Linked DNA regions of Mus musculus: all the other regions are linked to region 4. The links are chromatin contacts, called in public ChIA-PET, HiChIP or PLAC-seq and promoter capture Hi-C maps. All regions are on one chromosome and are shown on one strand. The core of a region is the stretch at or near the end of the contact, and the rest is flanking DNA. Distances in the headings are between cores, read along the strand shown. Region 1 holds the start of Stkld1 (serine/threonine kinase-like domain containing 1). Region 2 holds the start of Traf2 (TNF receptor-associated factor 2). Region 3 holds the start of Slc2a6 (solute carrier family 2 (facilitated glucose transporter), member 6). Region 4 holds the start of Tmem250-ps (transmembrane protein 250, pseudogene).

Region 1 (2,700 bases), core at 60-2,559, 790 kb before region 4:
TTCCACCACCAGGTTCACCCCTAAGGCTCCAGGATTCAGCATTTGCAATAGCTATCCTCAAGGAAGAGAGAGACTTTGAGAACGTCACATTATTCTCTACTTCCTACATGTGATGGTTCCACACTCCACCCCCAAGTATGGCTTCTTCTCTCAATTTTGTTGTAGAGGAAATGGCCTTAGGTGATGGATTGAGAAGCCTTCCAGGGTGGGGCCAATACAATTTCCCTCGAAGCCCATTCTGGAACTCTTATTTTATAGCCTATGGCCTTCCCCAAGCCTACAGGGGCAGCCTTATAGGTAAGAGACAGTTGGGGGGTGGGGCTGGGGGCAGAAGTGGCTCTTAACCCTAGTGATACCCCATCTAGTACCCTTCGCCAAAATGAACATCCAAACAAGGCCTGTGATTTGTGTAACTGGTGCAGTCATAGCTTCGTCTAGGGCACAGTACTGAAGGAAGTGCTTCCCAGCCATCCTCTGTAACCTGCACTGGTGCTGCCTACAATTCACTTGAGAGATAGATACTGGGGCCTAGGAGCAAGGTCCTTGCCTGTGGCTGTGGGACTGGGGTCTGAGCCAGAGCTCATCTTTGAAGCCACACCTTCAGAACTGGTCTGTAAGCCAGAACTCTACAAGATCAGTGCTGTCAGGTAGAAGGTGGCTGAGGCCTGAGTACAGAGGCCACTGTCAGCGTGGGGTAGGGGACAAGATATGTAGGCAGTACGGGAAGGATAATTAGCATACAGGGAATACAGGGTGTCCGTTGGAGCTCAGCCCAGGTAGTGAGCAGTGGTTTGTTTTTTGTTTTTCTCTAAACATTTCTGGCCATCAGAAGTGCATTTGCTTGGCTAACGCATGTAAGCCTTCTCTCAAAGAATACTGGAAAAGAGGAAAAGAAAATGAGCGAAACTGAAGCTTTTATAAGCCGAGTCTAACAATTAATGAGGCTGACATGTGAGGAAAAAAGCGATTAAAAAAACAACCACTCAGGTTCTGCCTTTAAAGACCCCATACATGGAGGGAAGGGGAAGGGCACGTGCACCATTCTCCAACCAGTGGTCAGACTTGGGGGTTGGTCATCATTTTAGAGGGAAACTGAGGCCCTGGGAGGACTCAAAGGAGGAGAACTCGGAGGAGGAAACATGCGGGGATCATAGGGTCACCCTGTGATGGAGGCTGGGCCTGGCTGTGTGGCCCTCGGACCTGTCCCGCTGCCCAAGGACACTGGACCTTGGTTGTGGGGGCATCTCAGCACCTGATATTTTTCCATGGTATCTCGTGGAGACACTGCCTCACTGTCCTACTACCGGGCAAAGCCCTCGAGCCAGGCCGGTAGTCGAACCCTCGTTTGAGCATGCTCGGTAGTGACTGCTCCGTGTGCCCACCCCACCTCCTCAGCCCCTCCACCTGCCTTCCATAACCCTCAACCCGGGGCGTGTCTGCTTAGCACTTTGGCTCGTACATGGCATACTCGTACTATGCCCCTTAAAGAAGCCACAGAGAATAGGGAGCCGTGTTTCGGACGAAGGGCAGGGCCCCGGTGTGTTGGGTAGGGTGGAGGGCGGGGCAGAGACTGACGACGCGGCAGGCGGGGCCGCAAGTACTACGGGCGGGAGACACAGGTGGCAGGAAGTCTACCAGCACGGTGGGCGGGACCTGCTGCTTGGTGAGGGTGGAAAGTGGTCAGCGCTTCGGGTTCTAGAGGCTGAAGGGCTAGGGGTGGTCCGTAGGGGCTGGAGGGGCGGGGCCTGGGGTGTGGGGGCGGGGTCTACCTGTGAAGGGCGCGCGGCGGAGGCGGGGCCTGTTCGTGAAGGGCGGTGCGCCGGCGCCAGGCTCCTCGAGCGTGGCGGGCGGGGCCTGGAGCGTGAGGGCGCGCGGCAGGCGGGGCGGGGCGCGGCGGGAGGCGCGGTCCCTTTAAGGCTTGGCCTACGTGGCAGCCGCTAGAGCAGCCGCGGCTCAGCGAGGCCGGCCGCCGGGTACTTCCTGTGGAGGCCGCAGCAGGCGCGAGCGCCCAGGACCTGCCAGCTGAGCCTTCCGCCGCCGCCATGGGACAGAACGACCTGATGGGCACGGCCGAGGACTTCGCCGACCAGGTGCGGCCTGCCCCACAGCCCGCTGGCCGTCACGGCCCCACGGACGCCCGTCCTCGCCGTCCTGCCTAGCTCTACGGAGAAATCCGAGGGGAGGCTGGGCGGGGGGTTGGGGGTGGCGGCCAGGGAGGCTCCCGGGGCCCGCGGTGCTGCTCTGTGCCCTCTGCCCTCTGAACCGCGGCGGCTCCTTGGGGACCTCTGGGGAAGGGGGTACTCTGTGCGCCCCGCTGCGTGGCCCCTCCGCCCTTGTCCAGGACCGTCCTGGCCCTTCCTTCTTTGCGTGGACTCTGCTCCGGTTGCCCGATCTGGGTCCACGCTGCCGAAGGAGAGGAGCCTGCCCCTTGGCTCGCCTTCCCAAGTGTACAGGTGGCTTGTGAACCGCAGGGAAGGCCTGGGATGAGTCTGGGCCCGAGCGACTAGCTGGGCAGGGTTAGAGCCGGAGAGAGGCGCAGGTGGCACCACTTTTTACAATTAAGTTCGACGGATGGGGTGGGAGTTGTGTGAGTGTGAGGCTTTGACTTCTGAAATTGTCCCGTTAGATCTGCGAAGTCATAATATAACCTGAACTAGCCCTGGAGGCTGAATGGTGCCGGGGCCCACCCGCCAGCCAGTT
Region 2 (2,912 bases), core at 68-2,567, 590 kb after region 4:
TGGACACCCCTGATGGTGAGCTCTAAATACTTTGTGTGTATATACATATATGTGTATGGTGTTGTTTATATGTGGTTATGTGTGTAGCGTGTGTGTGTGTGTGTGTGTGTGTGTGTGTGTGTGTGTGTGATGTCTAGAGATATATAGAGATATGTGTCAGCATATATATATATTTTTTTTCTTTTTTGCAGGAAGAGATGACTCAGGAGTTAAGAGCTCTCTCAGAGTTCTGAAGTTTGGTTTGGGTCCCAGCTCACAAGAGCCTGTAACTTTTTTTTTTTTTTTAAGATTTATTTATTTATTTTATGAGTACACTGTAGCTGTCTTCAGACACACATCAGAAGAGGGCATCCGATCCCATTACAGATGGTTGTGAGCCATCATGTAGTTACTGGGAATTGAACTCAGGACCTCTGGAAGAGCTGTCGGTACTCTTAGCCACTAAACCATCTCTTCAGCCCTGAGCCTATAACTTTTGCTCTAAGGGATACAATGGCCTCTTTGTATGGAATCCCTGGATACTTCACTCATGTGCACAGACATACATACTTATAATTTTTTTAAAATACCTTTTTAACAGGACTGCAGAGATGAGAATAGACAATTGTCAGAGGTGTACAAATCTACATGTTGACGTAGACTCAAGTCTCCAAACATAAGCTTTCTTGGGGGACATTTCCCTGTTCATGTGGTTGAAGGTGCTCTTGATGAATCCTTCAAACTTTTTTAAAAACCTTTTTATTGGTTCATTGTGCATTTCACATCATGCACCCCATCCCACCCATCTCCCCCTCCCCTTGTACCTGCCTTTCATCCTTGCAACCTCTCCCACAACAGATGGAAAAAAATCTCGTCGCGGAAGCTGTAGTATGTCAGTTTGTTCCACAGTATACCCTTTTGTCTACACTTCTTTGTTCGCAAATATTCATTGAAATGTTAACTCTTTAAACTTTTAAATTACACTTATTCGTCTATTTGTGTGTATGACTAAATAATGCATAAACCCCTGCTCTCTTTCCACGATGTGGACCCAGGGCTCGAACTCGAGTTACATTTGGTGGCAAGTGACTGCAAGTGACTGACGTCCACGAAGAGAGGCTCAAGGCAGCTTCCTCAACAACCTTGCTAGGAACCGGAGAAACCGGCTTAGCCCCCACCCCCTGCGCCGCTCTGACTAATCACCGCTCTCTGCGGTTCCGTGCTCGTTCCTGGTAGGTTCCTGCTTCCGTCTGTCAGCGGGCAGAGTCAAGGCGGCCTATTTGACAAATCGACGGCCGCTGCTGCTCCCTGTGAGCTCCTGGTAGGCGCGTGCGTCTGTCCGTCAGACGGGGCGGGCCGCGGCAGCGGGGGTGTTTCCCGGCGAGCGCTGAGTTCCGGGCGCGCGAAGACCGTTGGGTGAGGCGGCGCGGATCTAAGCGGGGGGTCTACTCTCAGCGGCGGCCGGGCTGGGGTCAGGCGCGGGGTGGGAGTGGCGGTTGGGGGTCAGATGCGGGGCCGCCGCTGTCTGGGTGAGGTGGGTGGGTAGACTTTTCGGAGCCGCGGAGCCGGAAACTGAAAGTCGCGGGAGGGGGGCCGGAAAAGTTCGCGACGTCCGCAGCGGTGCTTGGCTGCGCGCCTACCGCGGTGGCTCGGGGTTACAGCAGTACGGTCCCTGCCCCAGATCTCGGTCCGGCATCGCGCCCGAGGGACCCACGAGCCCCACTTGCCCTTACTGGCCTTGAGCGAATACCTGGTCTCCCAGGCCACTTTTACCGCTCACCTCCCACCCACTTATGCTTTTTGGATGGGGCAGTCAAATTTGGTCTGCCAAATTTACGTCGCCTTTTCTGACACCCGGCTACACAAATCACGGACACCACCTCCCCCATAAGGCCTCTTCCCTGTTGGTGGTTTACCTTCCCTGTCCTCCTTTATTTTTTCAGATCTCACCTTTCTGCCCCTCAGAACCTCTGTTTCTCTGGAAACTATCTTGCTTTTTGTAAAGTAGTCTGGCCTCGAACTACTGAGTGCTGGGATTAAAGGGCCTGCGCCACCACCGCCCTGGAAACTATGTTGATGGGATAGATGCATATGTGTCAGGGTGTGGAGACTGATCCCAGGGCCCTTAACCTCCTGACGCCTGCCTAATGGAGGTTGGACCTAGTGTATATTCCACATGATGGACTTGAAGCCCTGAGTAGGTGGAAAGGACATGAGATTGATTAGAACTCACAGACGTACTCCCAGCGGGCCCCAAAATCGGAGAAACAAACTTTCAGCTCCGTGGACACAATGCAATGTCATCATTGTCTTGTGTGCAACTCACTAGCTTGGCTACCAGTCCCCCAGAGAAGTCACAGTTGACCTTGCCACCACGGCCCCTTCCTGCCTGCGTAACTGACTGAGAAAGGTGGTATTTAGTGACCCAAAGTTAACTGTTATCAGGTGGAGACCCCAAGCAATCTCAAATTGATGTTTAAGTCTTAAAAATTAACTTTATTGCTGAATACTTAATGATGGATTTATAAATACTTGAGTTTTAAAAGCTGAAGGAAGGGTTGTTTTTTATCAAGCCTTGTGTGTACATCTGGAAGGCTGAGTGCTGTCAGCAGTTGTGTCTCTGGTCTGAACTGGTGGCTCCTTGCCTGCCTAGCAGGTCTGTGAGGTGTTTACCTGTTGGCTGTTTTTTTCCCTGGGACCCTCTAGTCCGTACCTAAACTGACTATTCTCTGACAATACAGGCTGCCTGGAACCCTGTTACTCTTCTCCTGTTTGCCAGTCACCATGGGCTCCTCAGGAGATTCTCCACTATGTCCACACACCTGAGCAAGGGCCATGTGCATTCATAACCTAGTCTCACTGGCTCCTGGGCTGCAGCACACTGAGCACTTCCAGTCAGAGCTCTCTGGGAATCCCTGCTGTGGTTCCTCCTG
Region 3 (2,908 bases), core at 329-2,828, 890 kb before region 4:
CAGTCTGGACAACCTGGTGAAACTTATCTCAGAGTAAGATAGGGCTGTGGCTCAGTTAATGTAGTGCCTGCCTGGGTCCAATCCCTAGCACAGAATGAATCCAGGGCTGCAGTCCCAATTGGAGGTGGAGGCCAGAGGATAAAATTAAAGTGGGTGGCTACCTAGAAAGTTTGATGCCAGCTTGGAATACATCAGACCCTGTCTCAAATGACAAAGGAGTGGAAGGGGCCTGAAGAGATGGTTCAGCGGTTACAAGACCAGGTCCTATATGCTCTGGCTCCCATTACTATTTGGTGACTGACCGGCCTGTAACTCCAGCTCCTACAAGTCCATCATTTCAGCTTCAGGAGCACAGACTCACAGACAGACATAAAATTTAAAAATTATATATCTTAAGTTTTTCACATGTTTGGGTGTTTTGTCTGTACCACATAAAAGCTGATGCCAAAAGGCACCAATTGTCCTGGAAATGGAGGTAAGAGGAGGGTTGTGTGCCAACCCGTGGGGCTGGGAAATCAAACCTGAGTCCTTGCAAGAGCAGCCAGTGCTCTCAGGCTCCCAAAATTATGTATAACACACACACACACACACACACACACACACACACTCAGCTTGGATGTGAAGTGGAACACCACTCACTGAAAGTTCACCTCCCCACTAAGTAACAGACAGGCAAGGCAAACACAGGAAGGAAAGACGTCCAGCCAGGGTGGGTCGCAGCAGTTTTGTGGTCTCTACTGTCCTCTCTAGAAGTGTTTCTAAAGGGGAACTGAGACTTCTACAACACCCTTTACTGTTTTAATAGCCTGGTAACAAAGGGTCAGTTTATAAATGTGAACAGGAAGTAAGTCCACTCCTGTGACTGAAAAAGTCCAAAGACACAGATAGGCATCTTGATTGTGGCTTTTTCCACCTCCTAGAGAAGTTTCTGTTTCGTTTTTTTTGGTCATTTTATACCATTACTGGAATGATTTTGAACAGTGCAAGCTATTTGGACAACCAGGAAATCCCAGAGATCAGGAATGTAGCTCAGAGACAGATTGCTTGCTAGCAGAGAGAAGCCTTGGGGTTTGTCCACAGCTATGGGGTGAGACACCGCAGGGCACCTGCTGGAGTTACCCCTAATTGTTTCTGCTCCACCCTCCTCCTACTTACTGTACACACCCAAAGTAGTGATTCATTGGAGTCAACTAGGGTTAGGAGGCGAGAAGTGAAGTGGCAGGTGTAGAAGTGACATCTATGTGACGGGAGAGGGCACAGAACAGGGCCAAGCAAGGCAATAATAAAAAAATATATAATAATAACAATCCTCCGTGTGACCTTGGCAAGCTTACGACTCTCTGGGCTTCTCCTCCATAAAGCCAGACCCAGCCATGGAGCAGTCCACGCTCTTAGCCTGGCGAAAGGGTGCTCAGGCGGCCCTGCCCTAGAAGCGGGTTTCCCCGGCAGAATCCAGCGCCTCAAGGCGCACGCGATGGGACACGCCCGGGAGCCCGATCGCACCCTGCATCCGAGGCGTGCGGCTGTCTCATTGGACAGCACGGCTCTGCAGGGCCGCCCTGCAGCCAATCGCATCTGTAGGGCGGAGCTTCGCCTGCTGTGCTGAGGGCTCAGGCAGATGCTTTAGCTCTGCAGTGGAGTCCCGCTGTATCTGACCATCCGCGCTGGCCATGCAGGAACCCCTGCTAAGAACCGAGGGACTCGACTATGATACCTTCCCCGAGGTGCCCGCGACTCCTGGAGAGAGAGAACGAGCCGGGTGAGAGTCTCAGGGTGTGGGCATGGGAGGTTGGGATGGCCTTATCTCCAGCAGACGATACACATCTTGGGCCATTACTGACTTCTGGTGAGTGGCCACCAAGAGTCATCTGACTCTTTCTTACCGCATGCTCGCAAGTCCTATTTAAAGAACTGGACCACCATAAAGAAGAGAGCCTCCAAAGGAATACTGGGTGGGATCCCCACCTGCCACAGGGGGAGGACATGGGTCTTGCCTAAGATCACAGAACAAGCTTTGAGCATCACAACAGGAGGCAAAAACCACAATTTCTTTTCTGGAGAAAACGGGCACCAGCCCCAGCCGACAGCCTGGGGATTTCCCAGAGCTGCTGCTAAGGCCTGAAGACAACTTGACTGGCCCTGGACCCAGGCCTCTCCTGGTTATCTGCCGAGCTGGATGGTCATGGGCTCGGGGAAGGCAGCAGTCTGGGAACTCAGGGTCCATTTAAAGGACTTGTCCTTGGTCCTTTGGTTCTACCCCATCCCCCACCAGGGCCTTGAAAAACAGAAGGGTGTTCCTGGCTACCTTCGCCGCTGTGCTGGGCAATTTCAGCTTTGGGTATGCCTTGGTCTACACATCTCCAGTCATCCCTGAACTGAAGCTCTCTTCTGACCCAGCACTACACCTGGACAAAATCCAGGCATCCTGGTTTGGGGTGAGGCCTGTTCTCTAAATCAGATGGGGTAGTGGAGGGAGCATGGGCCCACTCAACCTGCTTACCACAGGGAACTAAAATCACCTAGCCTTGGAACCTCCCCTAGAGCACCGGTATCTCTCCCTAACACGCATTCCCGTCTGCTAGCGGTGATGGCAAGTGACATGAGGAAGTGACATCCTGCAGAGATGTGGGCCAGGGCTGAGGGGAAGATTTCCCAACCCCATACCCAAAGCCAGGCTGCCACAGCAGAGCTGACATCCTCCTGGGTGCCTGGAGGCAGTCACACCAGATGCTAGCGGGATGAGAGGTGCCATATGGACAAGGACAGAACGTGGCTAAACAGAGCCCAGGAGCCCAAGACTTTAACGTTAGAATGTCAGTAGACCCTGAGTTAGGACTGCGACTTGACAGCAAAGCTGGAAAGATTTGGGGTCTCCTGAGCATTTCAAATGGGGTGGGAATGTGCAAGG
Region 4 (2,778 bases), core at 197-2,696:
ACACTTCCAAGAACTAGCAGAAAGCAAGAGAGTAGAGGTCACAAGAAGCATCCTTTAGTGAGACGTTCAGGGTGCTTTCAGTCTCCGTCCAGTGGTCCAACATTAGAGGCCAAGAGCTGTCAGCAGCAGCTACCTGCCCAACCTCAGAGGGAGAGAGCCTCAAAGTCAGAGGTGTAGAGGACTCTGAGGGCTCTTACAGGAGCAACAGGGCTGAACAAGTGGAAAGGGACAGAGGGACAGAAAAAGTAGAGAAACTGGACATCTCTAGTAGGGACAGAACCAAGGGGGGAGCTAAAGGAGGGGACGATCAAGAAAACAGAAGATCATCACTCCAGGGTGACAGAAACTCAGGCCAGGGGAGGAAATGCTTCTTATTGTTTCGAGACAGGGTCACATAGTCCAGGGGCTCCAGTTGACTTAGACTTATTGTAAGCATTACTTCTGTGTGCATGGTGTGTGTGTGTGTGTGTGTGTGTGTGTGTGTGTGTGTAAGTCAGAGGGCAACAGGAGGGCATCAATTTTCACCTTTGTTATGTGGGTACCAAGGATTGTTAATTTGGTGGCAAGTGCCTTTACCCACAAGCCATCTCACTGACCCAAGATGTGTTTGACATACTCTCACCAAGAAGACCTGGCTGGCATAGAACTTACAGAGATCCGCCTGCCTCTGGAGTGCTGTGATTAAAAGAGAGTATAATGACATATGGCACATTCACTTATTTTTACATCTATTCATTCATTTGTGGGCTGTACTGGCAGGATGTGCACATGCCACTGCCTGTAGCTGCTCTTGGTCTTGCGTGGGCTGGGGCCTCCAAGTGTTCCCTGTGAAGTGCAAAGGTGCCTTGCAGCCAGCCCTAGGTTCCCCTTTCCTGCAAAGGGTCTGTTTCTCTTCCCTGGGAGCCTGCATTTGACGCCTGGGTAAGCAGGAGGGTCAATGTAGGATAACCCTGTAAGGCTACTTTCCGGTCCGTCATGGGATGATGGCCTGACCCAACCTTCTCTCCACATCCTAGCAACAAACGCACACATCAACTTTTAACTGAAACCTACCACACCTGCTTGCAGGAACCTGGCAAGGTCATTTAGACCGGTGACACACCAGCTTAACTCTTTCTTTTGGCGCTTCCAGGATCCTTGTGCTCTACAGCGAGTACCCCTAAAGCACGAGATCGCTTCATCTGCAACCGTCACTGCTCTCTGGGTGCCAGCGGCGCGCGTTGGGACACAGGAAAAACTCCACCGCACCACCAGAAAGGAGACAAGCTCACACCACAGCGAGAAAGCCCCTCCCACACTCGCGCACGCGCACTGACACGGAGAGGACCAGCCTCCTCGCCCTTAGTTCTCCCATCTGCGCCTGCGCGGGAGAGCTAAACTCACGCTCCGGCTGAGGCCGCGGGCCAATGACGTCACGGTCGGCTCACGGCGCGCGCACGCTAGTGCGCGTCCTCGGATAATGAGGAATTCCTGGATGCTCCGCGCGGGCCCGCGGTGGGCGCTGCGAGGCTTCACCGTGTCGTCGCGGGCGGAGGGGGCGTGAAGACCGTGCTACGGTGGCCGCCGAGGGACAACACTACGGCTCCCACGCTGGGACAAACGCCTCGGGCCCGGCCCGGGAGCGCCCTCCCCTCCGGGCCAGAGCCAGCCGGGGGCAACTGAAGGGCCGCGCGAAGCGACCCCGTCCTCGGCGGCATGTGCCCGCCTTGGCGTCGCACCCCCGGGGCACAAGCTCAGCCGCAGGCCCGGTCCCCAGCACCGTCGGCCCGCCGCATGGTTCCGGACACCGGCACCGCCACGGAGAGGGCACCGGGTGAGCCGCCGAGGACGGGCGGGGACCGGCCACGGACCTAAGGGCCGTCTCCACGGCAACGGCGCCCCGACACCGGAAGTGGCGCCCGCAGAAAACGCGGGCTGAGGGCCGGGGTCGCGCGTAGCCTATGGCTAGTGAGGGTCGTATCTCCACGCGCCGAGTTAGCGGGCCTTGGAGAGCTGGATGTCCTGCTCTAGGGTCCCGTGCTCAGAGACGCGTGCCCCGCGCCGGGCCGCGCCATGGCATGCACCTCCACCCGAGTACACCTGCTGCAGACCGCATCCCCCTCCTGTGCGGTGTCCAGTGACACGCCTGAATGAGGCCATTGCCCTGTCTAGCTGGGTAAAACATAGCTAAGCCTCCCCGGCTCGGGACAGGTTTCCTCCCACTGCGCCTCGGCCGCAGCTGCGCTGGCGGCCATTTGCTCAGGACCTACGGCGGTGACAGAAGCCGTTGGAGTGGAAGTCGCAAAAGCCTGTTGGCGATGTTGCCCTGTCCTGTTACCAACTTTTGGTCTCTAGTGTCCCATAGTTTGAAATTTAGTGTTTTTTTTCCCCCATATGCAAATTAACATAGGCTGCTGCGAATGACAATTGCTTGGTGAAACAAGGAACCACACGCCATTTCTCCTCTCTGTGTCCCAGTTTGGAGAACTCTGACACTATGTCCAGCCTAGATAAGCCAGTAATGCTTTTGTTGTGTACAGGCAGCCCCAGGGAAGAGGTCTTGGTGCCTCAATTTACGGAGCAAGATCAGTGGGAGGTGAGATGGTAACCTGCCAAAATAATGCCAAAGTTCAGGCCCAGCAAGTAACCTTAGGGGCTTGCTATGTGGACACCCCCTTCATCCCAGTCCTCTTGTGACTCTGCATGGAGTGTCCTTGAAGGGGACTGTTATAAGTCACTATGGAAGTAATGGGGAGTACTGGGCAACCAGTAGCCGGGTGTGTGGGTCTTCAAGAAACT

Evidence for each region. ChIA-PET counts read pairs in DNA pulled down with a chosen protein or histone mark. HiChIP or PLAC-seq counts read pairs in DNA pulled down with a chosen protein or histone mark. Capture Hi-C pulls out chosen DNA fragments and counts their contacts.
Region 1: a contact with region 4 is called in a FOXA1 HiChIP or PLAC-seq map of pancreatic cancer cells. The contact joins the promoter of Stkld1 here to the promoter of Tmem250-ps in region 4. A contact is called at or near these places in 1 of 39 promoter capture datasets (erythroid cells), 2 of 115 datasets of contacts at active chromatin or transcription factors (epiblast stem cells and pancreatic cancer cells) and 1 of 9 other capture datasets (liver).
Region 2: a contact with region 4 is called in an RNA polymerase II ChIA-PET map of memory CD8 T cells, with 25 read pairs. The contact joins the promoter of Traf2 here to the promoter of Tmem250-ps in region 4. A contact is called at or near these places in 1 of 39 promoter capture datasets (erythroid cells) and 2 of 115 datasets of contacts at active chromatin or transcription factors (memory CD8 T cells and pancreatic cancer cells).
Region 3: a contact with region 4 is called in a promoter capture Hi-C map of adipose tissue. The contact joins the promoter of Slc2a6 here to the promoter of Tmem250-ps in region 4. A contact is called at or near these places in 1 of 484 Hi-C or Micro-C datasets (neutrophils), 1 of 115 datasets of contacts at active chromatin or transcription factors (pancreatic cancer cells) and 1 of 9 other capture datasets (adipose tissue).

Annotation. Positions count from the first base shown.
Region 1 is chr2:26,932,665-26,935,364 of GRCm38.p6, reverse strand. Stkld1 (serine/threonine kinase-like domain containing 1) reads right to left here and starts at 1,309. Exons shown (of 19, transcript NM_001379463.1): 1 at 1,253-1,309; 2 at 1-51. The coding sequence starts at 1,267. Surf4 (surfeit gene 4) reads left to right here and starts at 1,854. Exons shown (of 6, transcript NM_011512.3): 1 at 1,854-2,090. The coding sequence starts at 2,043. Gm36591 (a long non-coding RNA gene) reads left to right here and starts at 2,097. Exons shown (of 2, transcript XR_374179.1): 1 at 2,097-2,700.
Region 2 is chr2:25,545,345-25,548,256 of GRCm38.p6, reverse strand. Traf2 (TNF receptor-associated factor 2) reads left to right here and starts at 1,317. Exons shown (of 11, transcript NM_009422.3): 1 at 1,317-1,395. It overlaps Gm35476 (a long non-coding RNA gene), which reads left to right. Exons shown (of 4, transcript XR_866044.3): 4 at 192-332.
Region 3 is chr2:27,026,668-27,029,575 of GRCm38.p6, reverse strand. It overlaps Slc2a6 (solute carrier family 2 (facilitated glucose transporter), member 6), which reads left to right and starts at 1,578. Exons shown (of 10, transcript NM_172659.2): 1 at 1,578-1,759; 2 at 2,273-2,435. The coding sequence starts at 1,671.
Region 4 is chr2:26,139,174-26,141,951 of GRCm38.p6, reverse strand. It overlaps Tmem250-ps (transmembrane protein 250, pseudogene), which reads left to right and starts at 1,446. Exons shown (of 2, transcript NM_001256521.1): 1 at 1,446-1,813.